Linked DNA regions of Mus musculus: region 1 is linked to region 2. Evidence: chromatin contacts called from public Hi-C data. All regions are on one chromosome and are shown on one strand. Each heading gives the region's core, a stretch centred on a gene start, on an enhancer-like site or on the middle of the called end of the contact. The rest is flanking DNA. Distances are from core to core; before and after follow the strand shown. Region 1 holds the start of Tspan8 (tetraspanin 8). Region 2 has its middle 37 kb from the start of Tspan8.

Region 1 (2,700 bases), core at 38-2,537, 37 kb after region 2:
CAGGAAAGTGTCTGGAGTCCAGCATCTAAGTCAAAGACAGGAGAGGCCGACGGTATACGTTGGTGGGCCCAGGGCTGCAGTGGGCAGGAACAGATTCCTGAAGCTCATTGTCCTACTGATCCATGAGCTTCTCACGTTCAGTATTACTTGGCGAACTAATCCTAGCTCTCACCTATTACATTTAATGTTATTGCTAATAATGCATCAGAAATGTATTTTAACAGTTACAAAGTAAAGGCAGATATTGGTGAAAATTAGAAAGATGTGTGTGTGTGTGTGTGTGTGTGTGTGAGAGAGAGAGAGAGAGAGACCCCAGTCACTTGTTTTAATTGTATTTAATGAAGTTTTTAGGGAATTGTTTTCCTAACAGACCCTTGAAGTATGCAATTGTTTTACTTAGGGGGCGAGGGAGGCCCTCTGAGTGGTATAAAAGAAAAGACCCAAGGCCCAGGTCGTTTCCTCTGCCCGAATAGATGGCAGAATGGTGCATTTACCTGGCGGAGGCAACATCCCAGTAGCACCAGAAGCAGCTGAATGGGCAGCTTTCAGTAGTCCACGAGTGCGTTCCCAAAGGAATTTTCTTTGTCAGCTGCCCAGAACCCAGAAACGGAGTTAGAGTGGAACTGTTGCTGTAGGTCATTTCTCAGAAGAGAGAAACCTGAGTCTACCTTAAAAACAAACCCAGCTATCAGGCCTGGTTACTGAGTCATAAGTAAACACAAAGGGGCAGCTCCTCAGAGTTTCCTTCCTTCCTGTTTTTTTTTTTTTTTTTTTCTTTTCACACAAAGATAAAAATAAACCCCCGAATGAATGCTCTTACGAGATCACGCAAAGGCAGGCCACTTCCCCTTTAATGATTGGAAGTGGCAGGCATTTAAGGGAGCTCCTTGGGATTTCTTTGAAAGAACAACAACAACAACAACAACACAACAACCAAACAAGACACTTGGCTAATTAATGTTTGTTTCCTTGTTCATTTGAAGTTGAGGAGAAGAAGTTATGGTAACTTAAGTCCGGATGCTTTGCAGGTTTCCAAATACCTATTGCTGAAAGGAACTTTGTGCTCCTATCAATTAAAAAAAGGGGGGGGGGATGCAAATCGAAGTGAGACACAAGGCCCATTTACTTGAGAGCCTGGCAGCCGATTTCCGCAGGGTTAGAAGAGAGGGCAGCCACACCAGCCAGCCAGCCAGCCAGCCAGCCTATCCACCTACTATCTCGCTGTGCCATTCTCCACCTCTGCCCCAGCCACTCCCATAACTTGATATCTGTTTACTCTAGAGGGAGCGGGCTTTGAGAAGCCATCATAAATATCCTGACCTAATGCCTTAGCAGCCATAAGAAGGAAAAGAATGTACTCGCCTGAAGATAACGTTTGAGATATTTAAAGGTGTGGGTTAATTTTTTATCCACTCCAATAACTGTTGGTTTTTTTTTTTTTCTTTTTTTTCTGTTCCTTCTGTCTACTTCTTTGCTCTCTATTTCTACCCCCGAAGCTGCAGGCACACGGATCTCTGCAGGCAAAATCCGTCAGAGCCTACGCAGGACAGCCTTCTACGGACTTCTTCATTCCACTGTAACTTGGTGGCTGCCCCTTCTCCGAAATGGCAGGTGTGAGCAGCTGTTTAAAGTATTCTATGTTTTTCTTCAACTTCTTGTTCTGGGTAAGTAGTTTTCTTTTAATTCTCAGTTTTGTTCAGGAAAGAAGACTTGAGATAAATATCACCACTGAGAACAGACTTACATAGAGCTAGAGGATAAGGGGGAAAAGACATTTTCCATTGAAATATTTACATTGGTTTGTCGCTGGCTGTTTGGGGAACTGAAAAGAAGCCAATGACTCCAAAAAACCAAACCAAACCAAACTAAACCAAACCAAACCAAAACAAAACGCCTGGTGTATTCAAGTTCTCTGAGGATAAACATTTCCCGAATGTTTTCATATTGTTGCAAGACTAAACACAGGGGGAAATATCCCTTAATTAAAGGACAATTATTCTCAGTTCTATGATGCCAATCAGCACTCTGTTTAAAGACTCCAAAGAAAACAGTTTGATTCAGCATGGCTTCTGGTTCCCTCCCTTTGACATCTAGGTTTGAAACAGGTGACTGACTAGTGGGTGGCAGGGTGGTAAATGCATGAGAGGATCATTTTCAGAGCCCCCAGGAAGAAAGAAATAGTCCCTGGAGAAGCAGTTAAGAGTATTTAATCATAAGATTCAGCTAAACCAGTGACTAGGTATTAGTATTTCGAAGTCAGTATTTTGGTGTGTCGTCAACCCATCCTTTCAAACAACAGGGTTTGTTTCTTGCAAATTATGCCTTGCTTAAGTCTGATGATGGCTCCCAAGGGCATTGAAAACATTATTTAACATTGAAAAAGCAAATGTCATGATCTGAGGGGGTGAGGGGGGATTTGGGAGAGAACATGTACACATATGGTATAATTAGAGGTGCTCACAAGTAAAGTAGTGGAAATGTCTCAGGATGCTGCAACAGAAAACAGTTCCATTGTTTCTGGATTGGAAAGTAGTTTATGCATTAAGGATAAGGAGCTCTGGTTTTTGTGTCTGAGCCTTTTGGCCTTTAACAGATGGCTGGTATCGGTCCAATACATTCATTTTCTTTCTTAGCTTTCTGTAAAAGGCTTAATAGAGATCTAGACAGGTCAGGATGAGGGAAAACATCTATTCTCATCCA
Region 2 (2,748 bases), core at 212-2,711:
TTTGGCCCCTCCAGTGATAACTCCCTCTAGGCTTAGCTTTGCCTTCCAGGGTAACCGGCAGAGTGTGAGGAGCTCCATTTCTTTCACGAATGATCCTGGCTCTTCAACCAGAAGTGGAGAAAATGGATAAAGGGCAAATAGTGTTTGCTATAGAACTTGATTTCCTTTTGGTTCCTGATTTGGGCAGATGCTCCGCCGTGCCTGCCCTTTACCTACCAAGTAGATTGTGTAAAGTCTTCCTAACTGCCTGGACTGGGTCTTACAACTGTGTCCCTCTTTACCATCTCATCTGTTATGGACATTTCATTTCTTTATTGCCATTTCCCTAGCCTGGTTTGTTCTTACGTTTCTAGTGAACACTCAAGGACTAACCATACTCTCTCTGCTTTGGCCCAGCTATAACCTAGGGTTTCTCAATGGTGAACATTCATTAACAGTGTCCAATTGTTTCTTTGTACCCACAGCAAAATCTGTTTCACTGCTACAACTTGTAAGAGGTGATGATGATGCCTAGGTTCCTTAGAAGGAACCCAGGTTACCTCTTACCAGGTTAGCCCATTATGACTGCTGTGGCCCAGTAGGACTTTATTCACAGTTAAGGTACTCTGGTTATGAGAGTCCATTACATGGTTCCACAAACACCTTACCTATCTGCTTCTCCTTCTCCTGATGCATTTAATACATAAACTAAAAGAAAATTGTGCCAAACTTTTGTTGGATTGAGGAATTTGATTCAGTAAGGAAAACTCATGCCAAAGTGAAAGAAAAGAGAGAGAAAGGGAGGGAAGGAGGGAGGAGGGGAAAGAAGCGAGAGGGAGGGATAGAGAGAGAGAGAGAGAGAGGGGGGAGAATGCATCTTTTAAAACACCTAAATATTAAAATTCAAACTTTTCAGATTTATCACTTCATTTAAAATGTATTTTCTTAGGAATTCATATTTTTAGGTTTTAATTTTCCATAGAAAATGGTCCCAGGTAGGAAACAAATAGCACACCCGTAATTCATCAGCGGATGGAAGAATGCTCTAGTGAACACAGACACTCTAAGCGCTTTGGGCAGGGAGCAACACTTACGCTGCAGCCCCTTCAGTGCCAAAGGTTGTACGTCATTTGTCCATGGTCAGTGTTGTGCTTGGTGCATAAATACGGCACAGCAGCATTTACAGGGCTTTCTCTCCATTTGTGTAACTGGTCTTTATGGCAATGCATTTGGGTTTAAGTGTTTTCTAGTTGGTGTCAACCTGGCTGAAGCCATACCATTTAAAGGCATGCTTCCCCTTACCCCCTTATTAAAAATTAATCCCGGGATACTGAGGAATTTGAGCACACCCACACAGTCCCTTACCTAGTCTTCTTTATAACCAGTAACAATTAGTTTTGGGATAGCCAGAGTCTGTGTCTTTGGCAAGGCGTGTGAGAACAAGCTGACCTGTGTAGGCTCGGAGGTGTTGCCTCATTGACCCTGAAAGGTCACTGCCCTTTCTCCTTCCGGGATGGCCTAGAAGTGACCCACTTTAGAGCCCAGGATGTTGTAGCTGAAGCTACTCTTTAACTAGCTGAGTCATTCACTGAGTCACTGTCCCTTATCACCGGGATGTTCTGCACCTGCTGAGCACACAGGAAAGAATGTGCAGGGCATCCTGGAGGGGACTTTCCAGTGCGCCCACACCTGTGCACTCACACACACGCACTCACACACGCACTCATACACACCAATACACACATCCATACACATGCATACACGCACACACACATGCACATACATACACATCCATACACATACACACACACACACACACACACACACACGCGCACTCATACACACCAATACACACATCCATACACACACACACATGCACATACATACACAGACATACACATACACACACACACACACACACATCCATACACATGCATACACACACATACACACACACACATGCATATACATACACACTCATACACACATACACATCCATACACATACACACACACACACACACACACACACACACACACTCATGCACATACATACACACTCATACACACATACACATCCATACACACCCATACACACATCCATACACACACACATGCACATACATACACGACACACACATCCATACACATACACACACACACACACACACACACACACACACACACACACACACAAGGGGGGGGCAATGTAGCATGTTCATGTGCAATGAGTAAGCTGTCTCTGTTACTTTCTTTTCTAACATGGTTTAGTTTATAAAACTCTCTCCTCATTATCTCAGAATCATTAGGAGGAAGGTCAGGCACCAAGCACTAAGCCATGTGGGCAAATATTCAGATCTGCTCTCCTTAAAATATTTTTTCCTTTTCTCTAAATGTGTGGTGAGTGATCCTGCATAATTTAGATACAAGGACAAGTATTATACCTGACATGTAAAAATACCAATACTGTTTTCAGCTTTGGAAAATATATTATTTAATATGAGGCTAAATTTGAATCCCTATTTTGTCATTTTCCAGGTTATTTTATTATTTATTATTATTATTATTTTACTTTAGACAGAGAAGGTGAGTTCTCTGTGTTTTGGGTTATTTATCTGCAGCATAGGGCTATACTCTATTTCCTGGGTTTTTAGGGTTTGTTTAGACAGATTTTATTTATATAAAAATTAACAAACCACTAGTCATTGCTCTTAGTATATTTAAAGATTTGTGCAACTATCTCCAATTCTAATTTTAGAACAGTTTTATT

Evidence for each region. A called contact is a pair of places that touch in the nucleus more often than the background predicts.
Region 1: a contact with region 2 is called in a Hi-C map of pancreatic cancer cells, with 3 times the contacts expected there. The contact joins the promoter of Tspan8 here to the enhancer-like site in region 2. A contact is called at or near these places in 3 of 39 promoter capture datasets (the 3T3-L1 cell line, 3T3-L1-derived adipocytes and macrophages), 3 of 484 Hi-C or Micro-C datasets (the AML12 cell line, liver and pancreatic cancer cells), 3 of 115 datasets of contacts at active chromatin or transcription factors (embryonic fibroblasts, embryonic stem cells and pancreatic cancer cells) and 1 of 9 other capture datasets (liver).

What each region holds. Positions count from the first base shown.
Region 1 is chr10:115,815,997-115,818,696 of GRCm38.p6, forward strand. It overlaps Tspan8 (tetraspanin 8), which reads left to right and starts at 1,288. Exons shown (of 8, transcript NM_146010.2): 1 at 1,288-1,664. The coding sequence starts at 1,605.
Region 2 is chr10:115,778,865-115,781,612 of GRCm38.p6, forward strand. No RefSeq gene overlaps it. Among named protein-coding and RNA genes, the nearest start is that of Tspan8, 37 kb to the right of the region's middle. Within about 2 kb of position 1,462, at least 29 of the 459 cell types and tissues checked have an H3K27ac peak or open chromatin away from gene starts, as enhancers often do. A contact at or near this core is called in the AML12 cell line, liver and pancreatic cancer cells, where this site is marked.